Regions from separate parts of the Mus musculus genome. Here regions 2, 3, 4 and 5 are each linked to region 1. A link is a contact called in public HiChIP or PLAC-seq data. All regions are on one chromosome and are shown on one strand. The core of a region is the stretch at or near the end of the contact, and the rest is flanking DNA. Distances in the headings are between cores, read along the strand shown. Region 1 overlaps Babam2 (BRISC and BRCA1 A complex member 2). Region 2 has its middle 17 kb from the start of Ppp1cb. Region 3 overlaps Rbks (ribokinase). Region 4 overlaps Plb1 (phospholipase B1). Region 5 overlaps Babam2 (BRISC and BRCA1 A complex member 2).

The links. HiChIP or PLAC-seq counts read pairs in DNA pulled down with a chosen protein or histone mark.
Region 2: a contact with region 1 is called in an HNF4G HiChIP or PLAC-seq map of pancreatic cancer cells. The contact joins two enhancer-like sites. A contact is called at or near these places in 1 of 115 datasets of contacts at active chromatin or transcription factors (pancreatic cancer cells) and 1 of 9 other capture datasets (embryonic stem cells).
Region 3: an H3K27ac HiChIP or PLAC-seq map of the NIH/3T3 cell line shows a contact between it and region 1, with 3 times the contacts expected there. The contact joins two enhancer-like sites. A contact is called at or near these places in 1 of 484 Hi-C or Micro-C datasets (cumulus cells) and 7 of 115 datasets of contacts at active chromatin or transcription factors (the NIH/3T3 cell line, VIP interneurons, cardiomyocytes and 3 more).
Region 4: a contact with region 1 is called in an HNF4G HiChIP or PLAC-seq map of pancreatic cancer cells. The contact joins two enhancer-like sites. A contact is called at or near these places in 1 of 115 datasets of contacts at active chromatin or transcription factors (pancreatic cancer cells) and 1 of 9 other capture datasets (embryonic stem cells).
Region 5: a FOXA1 HiChIP or PLAC-seq map of pancreatic cancer cells shows a contact between it and region 1. The contact joins two enhancer-like sites. A contact is called at or near these places in 3 of 484 Hi-C or Micro-C datasets (cerebral cortex, cortical neurons and embryonic fibroblasts), 1 of 115 datasets of contacts at active chromatin or transcription factors (pancreatic cancer cells) and 1 of 9 other capture datasets (liver).

Annotation. Positions count from the first base shown.
Region 1 is chr5:32,034,681-32,037,188 of GRCm38.p6, forward strand. The region is part of intron 10 of Babam2 (BRISC and BRCA1 A complex member 2); the gene reads left to right. Among named protein-coding and RNA genes, the nearest start is that of Gm52770, 37 kb to the left of the region's middle. Within about 2 kb of position 1,256, at least 115 of the 459 cell types and tissues checked have an H3K27ac peak or open chromatin away from gene starts, as enhancers often do. A contact at or near this core is called in the NIH/3T3 cell line, embryonic fibroblasts and pancreatic cancer cells, where this site is marked.
Region 2 is chr5:32,440,312-32,442,819 of GRCm38.p6, forward strand. No RefSeq gene overlaps it. Among named protein-coding and RNA genes, the nearest start is that of Ppp1cb, 17 kb to the right of the region's middle. Within about 2 kb of position 1,255, at least 33 of the 459 cell types and tissues checked have an H3K27ac peak or open chromatin away from gene starts, as enhancers often do. A contact at or near this core is called in pancreatic cancer cells, where this site is marked.
Region 3 is chr5:31,629,030-31,631,537 of GRCm38.p6, forward strand. All of the region lies in intron 7 of Rbks (ribokinase), which reads right to left. The region is part of intron 2 of Gm38424 (a long non-coding RNA gene); the gene reads left to right. Among named protein-coding and RNA genes, the nearest start is that of Mrpl33, 16 kb to the left of the region's middle. Within about 2 kb of position 1,257, at least 145 of the 459 cell types and tissues checked have an H3K27ac peak or open chromatin away from gene starts, as enhancers often do. A contact at or near this core is called in the NIH/3T3 cell line and pancreatic cancer cells, where this site is marked.
Region 4 is chr5:32,345,123-32,347,630 of GRCm38.p6, forward strand. Plb1 (phospholipase B1) reads left to right here. Exons shown (of 59, transcript NM_001081407.1): 49 at 254-297; 50 at 515-614. All of the region lies in intron 1 of Gm36840 (a long non-coding RNA gene), which reads right to left. Among named protein-coding and RNA genes, the nearest start is that of Gm36840, 8.5 kb to the right of the region's middle. Within about 2 kb of position 1,254, at least 168 of the 459 cell types and tissues checked have an H3K27ac peak or open chromatin away from gene starts, as enhancers often do. A contact at or near this core is called in pancreatic cancer cells, where this site is marked.
Region 5 is chr5:31,749,903-31,752,410 of GRCm38.p6, forward strand. All of the region lies in intron 3 of Babam2 (BRISC and BRCA1 A complex member 2), which reads left to right. Among named protein-coding and RNA genes, the nearest start is that of Babam2, 53 kb to the left of the region's middle. Within about 2 kb of position 1,254, at least 64 of the 459 cell types and tissues checked have an H3K27ac peak or open chromatin away from gene starts, as enhancers often do. A contact at or near this core is called in embryonic fibroblasts and pancreatic cancer cells, where this site is marked.

The sequences.
Region 1 (2,508 bases), core at 6-2,505:
CTAAGCACCCTCAGCAGCTAGTTGCGACTGTTCACGTGACTGTCTGGGTGAGGCCAAGAGGTCTGACCTCTGACAGGAGAAGCTGGGACAGTGGTGGCAAGTGTTAGGCTTGGTGGTAGTAGGAAGTTTGTTCCTTTCCAGTCTCCCCAAGTAAGCCAGAGTGTGAGTGAGTGGCACTTTGGTATCTGAGCAGCTTTGCCTCACTCGTGAAGAGAGGAGCTCCATGGAGACAGCCGCTTCCTGCCCCTGGTTGAATTCATTGTACAGGCTGGGGTAGGAAGACAGCGAGTTGGCAATGGAAGTCTCACCAGGCAATCTGAAGACCAGAGGTCAGGCCTGAGCGTCAGAAAGTAGCCAAGTGGACAGGTAGAGTGCCAAGGCTTAGTGTATGTCTCTAGGATCCAAAGATGAACATTTAATGCATACAAACTTATTGGCGCAGCTATGCCTTTTATCAAAAAAGTCATACATTTACAGTCCAGAATTGTTAAGAAAATAGAATTATCAAGAGATGTCTTTCCATAGTCAATATGTTCTCCTTACTAAGAGAAACGTCTTTAGCCTAAAATATTAAAATTCTAGCTCTCATATGCTGGTAGGAATAGCTTTACTTATTTGACTGACTGACTGATTGATTGATTAGCAGGATTTCTAGTCCAGGGTGGCCTCAAACTCATTAGGTAGCCTAGGACGACCTTGGACTTTTGATCTTACAACCACACCCAAGTTTATGCAGTGCTGGGCATGGAACCCTGGGTCTTATAAATGCTAGGCAAACCTTCTGAAAAACTGAAAAACATCTCAAGCCCAGGGATAGCTTCCAGTGAATTCCTTCCCCACAAGCTCTATTTACAATCCTGAACATCTCAAGCATTGGGTACATTATGTTTTTTTTTTTTTCCTAAAAAAAAAAAAATGTTCCCTGAAACCTTCTTCCCTTCTCCTTTCCCCAGTTCACCAAATTCTTATCTGAAGCTTGAGGGAGAAGAAAATGGGGGCTAATATGACAACAAGATTTGTACCTTCACAAGTAAATATCACAACTGAGCTGGGTAACTACTTGTGGAAGCTTGTTAGGTCACAGTGACTCACTTGCGTAGATGAGGTTATTTTTAGAGCTGTAATTTGTACTGTTTAGAAAAGAAGAAAGAGATGGTAAAAGGCTAGATAGCTCATTATAGTTTACAGAGCTCATGAACCCAGCATCCATGCAAAAGATGACTAAGCAAGGGGTCGGGTGGTACTTTCTCTCAGAATTTCACAGACGTGAGTCATCCACTTCAGCCTGCAGACACAGCATCAGGTACCTGTGACTCAGCTCCCATTTAGACAGAGCACTAGAATTCAATTCTGATACGCTTTTGTAGCTAAGTAGTGAGGAAATTACATAGCAAAGCAAAATAGGCCTTTGTACCAGGCAGCCATCCAATGTTTAAGCAAGGACTGATTGATCTTCGTCTCTGGTCTTTCAAAGAATCTGTTTATGATCCATGCTAGGTGATGTCTTTTCATTCTGCTGCGTCACACTGCAGTGCATCTCACCACACTGGCTCTTCTGACCCAAGTATTCAGTCTCACAGCTTCTCCACTCCCATGTCCAGCCAGCACGTCCTAAAACCAGGAGTGTGTGTGTGTGTATGTGTGTGTGTGTGTGTGTGTGTGTGTGTGTGTGTGTGTGTGTAAATCTTTAGCCTACAATATTAGCATATTAGTTCTCATGAGCTGCAAAAAAACAAAACAAAACAAAACTTCCAAAGGCTTTCCATTCCACGTTTACCTATGGTCAGAGTTATAAGAATATAATAATATTTTCTTCAAGTGTTTTTCTTTCTTTTTAAAAAATAAGTTCCCTTGTGCCCCAGGCTGCCTTTAAACTTACTCTATAACCAAACTTGAAGTCCTGATCCTTTTGTCTTTCCCTCTGAGTTCTGGTATGATCAGCACATGCCACTACCCCTGGCTTTAAAATGTTTTTTTCATGCTTAAAAAATTATACAACTACTCATGCACATAAGATTTCTCTGTAGATGAGCAGCCTGGTCAGTGCAAGTGTACATTCATCCAACAGGCTTTCTCTCTCTTCTCAGATGCTGAGCTCTGCTAGCCCAATTGTCATCAAGGCATAGCCTCACACACTTAGCTCCTGTTGTCACTTAATTACACAGTTTATTTAGAGTTAAGTCCTTAGAGTGTAACCTGTCTGTTTATATGTACAGAAAGTGGTCCCTTTCAGTTTGCAGACCTATTATTGGATTGTTTATAGCCAACAATAAATGTAACTATACTTATCAATGAAACATCAACAATGATTGCAAAAAGTAAGTACTTCAGAAAGAGACAGGATGTTTTCTCCCCTTTGCCTGCCTGTCCCAAGCCACTTGCAGCCATTTCTGACACTTGGCAGCTGCCTCTTTTACCATCTGTCGTCTTTGCTCCAAACCTGCTGTGTCAGTAGTACTGTTACCAGGAACAGCAGAACATGCACAGGCTAATGTCCTATTGTCACGG
Region 2 (2,508 bases), core at 5-2,504, 410 kb after region 1:
ATCTGCTGCCAATAAGGGTTTTTGTTTGCTTGTTTGTTTTTGTTTTTCTTTTTTAGTCTCATTTGAAAAAAATCCTCAGCGCAAGTGTTTTTACTCTGCTTTTAAACTTGGCTACTTAAATTCAAGCACTTAGATTGTTTTTGCCTGATTTCACATGGCAGTAAAGCCTGGGTGAGTGCTCACAAATACTGAGTGAGAGCCTCCATCTAACTCGTCAGCTTTTTACTTGGCACAGCTTTAAAATCTCTGATCAAAACCCAAAGGAGGTAGATCAAAGCACTTTGCCCTTAAGGAGAGAAATAGTTGGATGCCGCTAATGTCTCAGGTCAGAAACATTTTCTTTTGTTCTCTGCCTTTCTTTCTCCTCTCCCTATATTAGGAGAGTCTGAACAGGGAAAATATAATATAATAAAAGATTTCTGAGTCAGCTGAGCATAGTGGCACACACCTTCAATCCCACCTTTGGGGTCCAGGGGTCAGGGAGGAGGCAGGCAGATTTCTGAGTTCAAGGCCAGCCTGGTTTACAGAGTGAGTTTCAGGACAGCCAAGGGCTACACAGAGAGACCTTGTCTCAAAAACAAAAACAAAAATAAATAGATAAGATTATATATACACGTGTGTGTGTGTGTGTGTGTGTGTGTGTGTGTGTGTGTGTGTGTTGGGGTGGAGATGTTGTTCAATTGGTAAAGACCTTATGCATGTAACATACTTGAGGCCCTGGGTTTGATCCCCAGCTCTTCTTAAACCAGCCTTGGGACTCTGCTGTGCAGAGTGTGCTAGAAAGTGATTAGGTGAGGCCATCAGTGACAGCCTCTCTGAAGGGTAGCATTTTAGATGAAACTTGAATGACAGGAGAGGCGCCAATCCAAAAAAAAAAAAAAAAGGAGGTAGGATGGATCACAGGAAGATGAGGATGGAGAACAGGTCAGGGCCAGCAAAGATCAGGACAGAGCTCAGCAGTAGTGGCAGTCCAGGGAAGGACAGGGAGGAGATGGAGACCAAGAAGAACAGTCTTCCATTAAGAGGCTGTAAAATGTGTGCGTGGCAAATACAGCCCATGATTTCCTCATTTAGAGAGCATAGCCATTGTGATTGCTTTATGCTGCCTTGTTTTATTTGCCCTGTTTTTAAAATGTGTGATAAGGAAGGAGGGGTGCACCAGATGGGCTGTTTCAGCCTTCATGACATTGGCCCTGGCCAAGTTCACTGTGTATCTTTTCCAAATTTACTAGGCTATGACTCAAGCCAACCATGACAAATGGCATTCGAAAAAGCAAAAGGGCAGAGATGTTTAAACTGTATCGACATGGGCCTCAGTGTCTCAGAGGTCACAGGTGTTGAAAAGGGTAAAAAGGCAGGACCCAGGGGAGTGACTCTGGCTGAACAGTTCTAGTAAACTGAATAAGCTTTCCCCTCTGGAAGGACAGAAGCATCAGGAGTCTGAATTCTACATGTTTCTTCTCATTTGGTGCATGGACAAATTAATAGAAAGATAGATGGCCTTAAAATATGTGTGTCGGGTCGAGGCATGTGGCTCAGCAGTTAGAAAGCTGAGGCAGGAGTACTGCCAGGAGTTCAAGGATGAGACAGAGAGAGAGAGAGAGAGAGAGAGAGAGAGAGAGAGAGAGAGAGAGAGAGAGAGAGAAGGGGTAGAAGAAAGAAAAGGGAGAGCTAAGCAGAGAGCTCTAGGTGTAACATCTTTGCTGAACAAATATGAGAACTTGAGTTCAATGTAAAAAAGCAAGGCATGGTGGTACAAATGAGTCAAGGATGACTACAGAGGCTCGCTGACGAGCCATCCTGACCAAATCAGTGAGCCCCAGGTCTCATTAAGAAACCTTGTCTCAACATACAAGGTGGCTGGCTTCTGAGGAACAACACTCAAAGTTAACCTCTGGCCTACACACACACAAGCACACACACACACACAAGCACACACACACACATGCAAGCACACATAGTGCACAGGCACACTCACACACATACGCCCATAACACATTCTTCTTCTAAATTATGTTGGTCTGAGGTCAAGAGTTTGTAATTCCATTGCTCTTGGCTCACTTAAGAAAGAGCTGGCACTGAAAAGACAATTAGCATTAATCAGAATTATAATGGGCTGACTAATAAGTACAGTATCACTTCTTCATTATTTATATCTGTTGGTCAGCACAGGCTCTTCCTGGTAGGATTCGTGGTTGTGGGAGGTCCTGGGGATTGAATCCAGGACTTAGTACTGGGCAGAGAAGCACTCTACCACAGAGCTACTTCTCAATCCTTAATTTTATTTTCTATTTCTAGACAGAATCACTAAGTGGGCTGGCCTCAAACTCAACAATCCTCCTGCATCAGCCTCCAGAACTGGAATTACAAGCAGGCACTACTGTTGTCAGCTAGATCAATATAGTTAGGAAACCAAATTAAGGCCAGTAAGGAGTCATATCCCTGTATTCCTAATACCTAAGAGGCTAATGAAGGAGGCTAGCCAGTTAAAGGCTAGCCTGGGATACA
Region 3 (2,508 bases), core at 7-2,506, 410 kb before region 1:
ACCACTTGCATGTAATTCTGCACTACAGTGGCTCAAGTTTGCTGTGGAAACCTTACAGGGAAGGCAGACATTGCTTAGTCTTGTCTAGGGAAGGGTTTAGGAAGGACAGGCGGAGAGGCTTTCTTGACTGCCTGTGGGAAGAGCTTGTGTCAGGGATAAACACGAAGATCATGAATCTCTCCCTGTGCCCTGCATGCGATACCGTGTTGGTTACTTTTGCATCACTGTGACCAAAGAACTGAGTAAAAGAGGAGGAGAGGGTTGTTTTCCTCATTATTCCAGGGCTGGGGCAGGGGTCCGTAAGGACAAGAAAAGCACTTCATGGTAGGAGTGTGTGGCTTGACATAGCCTTCAAAGGCCTGTGCCTAGCAACTCACCTGCTGGCCTGGCTGTTTGTCCTCCAGGTCCTCTGTGCCACCCCCTGGGGGACAAGCACTCAGAATGTGAGTGTGAGGGGACCAATTGGATTCAAATCACAGCAGGTACCATTTCCTCTATGCTTGCCACAGGAGCAGAGAGTTTGAACTAGATTGCCTCAGGCAGGTGTGGGGGAAGAAGGGGACAACAGAGGAATTGTTGTTTTCAGGGGATAAAGGCTGAGAAGGACAATCAGAGACTCTTTACTGCTGAGGGAGGAACAACAACCAGGAGGGACTCAACAGGAAGGAGAAAATGCAGGAAACTGAGGAAGGTAAGAAAGATGGAGAAGATGGGAGGAAACTGGCCATGGCCAGAGCAGGCCTGGGGGTTTCAAGCAGGTACTGTCGTCCTGGGAGTGAGAGGCTGAAGTGTAACAACAGAGATCAGAAGTCACCAGAGCTGAGGCTACCTGGAAACTATGGGAGGGAGGGAGGGAGGGAGGGAGGGAGGGAGGGAGAGAGAGAGAGAGAGAGAGAGAGAGAGAGAGAGAGAGAGAGAGAGAGAGAGAGCACATGCCATTCTAAGAATGCCTCATCTTACAGGAGGGGGGTACCAGCAATGAAACAGGCTTATAAGAGTCCTAGTTTGTCAAATTCCAGATGACAGAAAATGGGTGAGTTGGAAGGAATGACAGATATTAAATGTGGTTGGGAAAATCCCCAAGGTAAAACACTTGCTGGGCAGCACCGCAGCTCCCGGGTGATCTTGCGAGAGTGATGTCAGCCCTGAGGCTTCATCTGTTAGGAATCTGAACCCACATGGCATGATTCAGAGGCCAAACTGCCCGAGCCACCCGAACAGAGCCCCCACATTCCTCCTGGATGTCTTCACACATTCCATCTGACAAGTAGATACCACTTGCTTTTCTTTTCAAGGCCTCTCCCTCCATAGAGCTATTCAGAGCCCACACTGCAGGCTGAATTCCTTAGTCTGCTTGTGGTTTCAGAAATGGCTGAAACATGATGACACACCATTTCTTTTTCAAGGATTTGACTAGGGGCTCAGGAGAGAGCAGATGTAAATTGTCAGGGTCCCCACTACCTTCTACATGGTGCTGGGGGCCAGATTTGCTCTAGAGCACTCGGGTCAGCCCTGCTCTCTGCATTTGGTTCGGAATGGAATTGCCTTCCAGGGATCATTTTAGGGAGCTGCCTCAGTTGCTCTAGGCTGGCCTGGCAGTCAGGCCTACCCTCCTCTGGCACTGATGTCTAAGCATACACTTCTGCCTCCTTCCCCTGTCCAGGAGCTGAGGCATGAGAACCTGATTGGGTTTAGGCATCCCAAACTTCAGGGACACCATGCAGAAGGACCTTTTAATCTCTCTTCAGTCTCTTTGTTACCTCAGTCATCTTTTAGGGATGGTGAGTGGGTTGCCTTCTCACTTGTATTGAAGCCTCTCTGCCATTTGAAAAACTCACAACTGAGATGTTTTCTCAAGTGGAACCATGCACAAATGGGGTGGGGTCAGACAGATCCAAAACCCCCATTTGACTGATGTACTGGTTGTGTGATCTCTGGCAGGTTGTTCAGCTTTTCTGCATCTATTTACCTGTATGATGGGACTGTTGTAGCTACTAATTCAGACAATGTCAGGGGGTCCAGGAGAGCCTGGCAGAATGGGTGTTCAACACAGCAGGGCAGACTACATGGTATATCAGAGGCCATTTCTTTTACATGTAGTAGAAACTCATGACCTAGATGAGTGGGGGCAGACAAGGTTCCAGGAACAGAAGGGGTCACCATCATAGGGACTCCATCCTTTGAGAGTTAGAGCAAGGTTGATTTTCTGTTCCCAGCTCAGAGGAGAAGAGTCAGAGGGCTTGGAAGGGGTAGAAGCTAGTATCCTAGAGCCCCTGATTATGCAGGCCAGGATGTAAAGAGCTCCAGCAGTGGCCATCAGAATTTCCCCGGAACTTTGACCTTCACTCCGCTGTGGGCTAGGTGAGGTTCTCCATGAACCCTTTAGTGAGTTCATGAGAATCTGAAAGGAAATAAACCTTGAGACCTGTGATTCATGTAATTTATGTCAAATAGCCCAAAGAGTTGTTTGTGAGCTTTGAAACCTGGGGCTGAGAACATAGCAGAACA
Region 4 (2,508 bases), core at 4-2,503, 310 kb after region 1:
ACAAAACAAAACAAACAAACAAACAAAAGAGGTATAGCAAGTGGATTCCCCACCACCTGCTCAGGGGTAGGCCTAGTCCACATGGCCCAACTCTGATATCCAAAGAGACTGGGTGATGCTTGGGTTAGCTCTGAGGGTGGAAGGAGAAATGCCTCAAGGACAGAATCCCTCTGTCCTGACTCCTACCTGTGACAGCCCAGGAGGCCGAAGGTCAGTGCAACATTGACTGACAAAGTTACTTTCTCTTCCTCAGCATTGGAGGAGATGGAAAGTTGGAGACCCATACCACACTTCCCAGTAAGTATCCCTCACCAAAATGTCCACCATAACCCTCACTGAGACTAAGGGCTTCTGCCTACAGTGGGGGAAAGAGGGCACTGTCTGCAGGGGAGGAAATCGGCCAGCCCCAGAGGGATAAGCACCCACACACACACTCCCACCCACATGTGCTTCCAAACTACATGCCCACCTCAGTTCCTTTCAGCTGTGCTCTTTGCTTCATCCCTCTCTAAAGACATCCTGAAGAAGTTCAACCCTTCCATCACTGGATTCTCTACTGGTACCCTGGACAACAAGGCAGGATTAAATGTGGCAGAAGAAGGAGCCAGAGCTCAGTGAGTTGATGTGGGGACTAGCAAAGAGATTAAGGTGGGAATTTGGGAACAGCAAGGGGAAGTGTCTAGGACCCAGCTGGGTCGTAACCTCGGTACGCAGAGCATCCCTGAGTGCTGGACCTGCATCAGATCTTCCACGTGAATATCTCCTGTAATCTGTACACCGTTGGGCACAGGTACTATGGTGTGGGCTCTGTGGCTAGAGACATTCTTAAACAGCCAAAGTCACCTAGAAAGTTATGAGGGAAGAACCTGGATCAAACCATTCCTGAACATAGCCCTGACCACTGCACTGTTAAAGGGGCAATAGGAGCCCGTCTACTACACAAGCAGGCTCTGTCCCTGCTGGCTCCAGTCCCACCTCCTGTCTCTCAGGGACATGAGCCATCTGTTCAGAGTGGCTCACAACATCGTGAATCGCTCAGTTCGCTTCCTCTGCTTTTCTCTGTCTTGTCTCATATCCTTGACAGTTGGCTGTCAGGGCCCCTCACATAGCTCAGCAGTGGTTGTTTTCTCTGGGCTCTCTGTTGTTGACAGAAACCCAGGTAATGAAAGCTGAAATGTCTGACTGGGTTCATTGACTTCCTGCACGGAGCAGAGCACAGAGCATAGAGCGTGCTGGGTATTTGCTTTGCAGAAGGATCGCTGCTGTGTTCTTGTCACCAGGGAGACGGCACAGGCTTGACTCACTCTGCTTACAGAGAACATTCCTTTTGGAAGCCTAACCAGGACCCAGGGCTCAGTGTGAATCTCCATGCTGCAGAAGCCGTGATAGCTCCTCAGTGTCACATGAGGAAGGACTACTTTGTCTACAAAACACTGGGCCCTGTGGGCGTTCTAGCACCTAGTGACTGTTAGGATTACTGTCCTGAGCATGGAGCCCAGGCTTTAGGGCTGGCTCCTCAGTCTGTCAGTCCTCCTCCTCCTCCTCCTCCTCCTCCTCCCCCTCCTAGTAACTGTCATGATCATAGAACCCAGGCTTTGTTCACCAGGGCCTGGTTCCTCAGCCTGTCAGTGCTCCCACTCCTCCTCCACATAGTTACTGTCATATGCATGGAGCCCAGGCTTTGATCACCAGGCTCTGTCAGTGCTCCTCCTCCTCCTCCTTCTTCTCCTCTTCTCTTCCCTTCCTCCTCTCTCTTTGGGAGGGGGCATGTGGGTATGTGCATTCAGGTACATGTATACATGTACTCCTTGTGCTCCTACAAGTTGAGGCCAGAGGACAATGTCATATTCCAATCAATAACTCACCAGCATTAAATTTTCAAAGATTTCTTTTGTGTGCATGTGTGTGTGCCTGTGTGCCCTCCTGTGCCTGCAGAGGCCAGAAGAGAGGGTTGGGGGTCCCTAGAGCTAGAGACACAGACGGCTATAAGCTGCTTGGCATGAAAACTGAATGCTTGTCCTTTGCAAGCAAACATTTTTAACTGCTGAGTTTTCTCTCCAGCCCTCTGATGTTATTATTTGTGTGTGGTGTGTATACACGTGGGAGGTGCGTGGTCATCTTTGAGAAGCCAGTTCTCTCCTTCCATCATGGACTTCCAGGACTCAGACTCTGGGTTTTCAGGCTTGTGTGTAGCAAGCACTTTCCCTCACTGAACCAACTCGCTGCCCTCCTCACTTTGTATTTTGAGACCCAGTCTCCCTCTGAGCCTGGAGCTCACCAATATGGCTAGTTAGCTGGCTAGTGAATTTCAAGGGTGCACCGTCTCTACCCCAAGGAGAGTACAGGGGTACACTGCTGTGCCTGGCTTTTACATGGGCACTGCGGATTCCAACGCAGGTCCTCACGCTTGCATAGCGAGCACTTTACCCACTGAGCTGTCTCTCTTCAGTCTCCCGCCTCCCTTCCCCTCCCCTCCCCTCCCCTCCCCTCCCCTCCCCTCCCCTCCCC
Region 5 (2,508 bases), core at 4-2,503, 280 kb before region 1:
TAGATATAAAACCGAATTCACTGGTGACGCTGCTTTGGTATTTACCTGTTGACACCATCCCTGTTAATATCATTTGCATACACCCTCCACACACTCAAATGCTATATGATTGCTGACTTGTAGAGGGAAGGGAACTTAATATCTTGGTAGGATTATATTTTTAGAGATGGAGAATTATATCCATTAAAAAAAACTTAGCCAAAAATATGGCAAAATCAGAAAATGCTTGCAAGATTTGGGATATTCTAGGGAATTACAGAGATTTCAAGTAAAGACCAAGGATCTCTAATTTGTGAGGAGAATAAAGAGGCAGAGGCAACAGAGAGATGGGTAGACAGCCCTTGTTGGAGGAAAAAGAGAAAATGATTAAAAGTTTTTAAATGTATTCTGAAAAAAATAAAAAATGTATTCCGAATCAAATCTGTACTCCTCCCCCTCCTTGGGCCTTAGACATTGGAATCTGTCCCTATTATTGTTTTTCTCATGGTAAGCCCCTGCTTGATAGTGGTTGTGTTCAGTACATAGCAGAGCTGCAAACCAGCTCTCATTAGTTCTTTCTTTGTACTTGTGCCTAACCCTCTCCTTCTGGAGAAATGCCAGTTTGCCACTAAATTTAAATAAATAAGAACATGTCTCATCAATAGGGGTGGCAAATTTAGCCCCTCTTTAGAGCACTGAGCAATTTATGACCATATGTTAAATACCATAAAACAGCTTTAAAGCTTTGGTCCCTGGCCATTGCCAGATTGTACCGTAGGAGTGCGGCAGCGCTGCGAGGGACTGGGAATCTTTCCTCCGGCCCTTGCAGGCCTCAGCAACTCACTGATGTCACAGCCAAAGGGGCCTGTTTTCAAACATTCCCTTTATAAAGGTGAGAGCCCACAAGATCCCACTTGGCATTTGGGTACCGAGAAAGCAAGACTTCTTTTTAACTCATGAGGGTCAAAATTAGTATGGAAGTGTTGTGTGGGAGATGGAGCAGCTTGTCAGGGTGAGTGTGGGAGGCACGCACGTCAGGAGTAGGCAGTCGATGTCCTTCTCATTCTTGTTCTTGGAGCATGAACTGGGCTTTACATGGTACCAGGCAACCAAATACTGCATTTCTCACTCATTTCCTTCTTGCCAGCTTTCATGGAATTAATATTAATGTTACAACAATTTAAAAATTTCATACTAAGGAGCTGCCAGCTGTAAGGATTCCTTTTCTCCCAGGAGCGTGACTCATTATTTGGTGAACTCCAAATATTAGTTTTTCTTTTTACCATCATCACTGCCTGTGACTCACACATGGCATATCGTGGGCTCATGGCTGAGATCATGTTGGTGCGTGCAGGCAAACATGATTCTTGCTCAGGTGGTTCTGCATGGTCTCAGATGGAGGCTCAACACAGACGGAAGAACAATGGAAGCAGGGCCAGGACCACTAAGTGCAGATAGGCCTGGCAAGGCTCTGGGTAGCATTTCTCTGATGCATCTTCTGGAAAGATAACTGTTCTCTCAGAGAAAGATGATGGAATTTGGTTGTCAAAGGTCCAGGATCCCCAGCCTTCTGGAATGTGTATGTGCCAGCCTCAGGGGTGAAATCTGGCAGTTCGTGTGTGCTCTGTGCTCTGTCCTCCCTGTGTAGACCATTCTGTTTGGTCCTCTATCAGTAGCTGCTTTCCTGTACATGTGAGGCAATTGGCATGTGTCTCTAGGACGTGCAGTTGGGAAGCTCTGTTGTATTCTTCATAAGGCAGGAAACACACTATTGTTTCTTGTTGTTGCTTTCTTCCTTTGAAAGAACAAATTACTTCAAACTTTGGCAAATTATAAAGGCTTTGGATAGGTAGCAGTTTGAAAGAACTCTGCCCATATTGCTGGACTAGGGCAAAAATGCAAGTGATCTTTCTTGTCACCTCTAAGTCTGGCCTTGTTTTCCCATGATGCAGATGTGTGCAGTAGAACATCTGTGAAGAGTGGAAGTCCTCTCCCCAGTGCAGATGAAGTCTTTAGAGGGACAACAGGATTTTGCTTTGCTTAGAGTGTTTGATTTTAAGCTTCAGTCTAATTAATTAGGCCATATTGTTGCCTACTTAATTCTTCTGTTTCTTTCAGCACTCAGAACTTCTGCTCCTGTTACTGGCATCTGTTAAGTCTCTTTACCTGAGTGAATTTCTTGAGTATTTGCCTCACAGTTTTCAAACTATAATGAACACAGAAGTGGTTAAAGTACCCTCTTCACCCTTTAAGATGAGAGAAACATCACTTTAGTCGTTTCTCAGTATCTTGCCATAGTGGATGGGAATTAGAAAAGGGAACATCTAGCTTTCTGTGAGTTGAAAGCTAGATTTTGGCAACTGATTTCTTCCTGTAGACTAGTAATTGCTTTTTTTAATCTTAGTCCACCAAAGAAAAGAACCTGTTTAATAAAGGGGATACCAACTCATGAGCGAGTTACTTTATTTAACATAGCACCCTGAGCTGTCTGTCGTGGCACAGGCTCTTTGTACTCCAGGCTATTCTTTT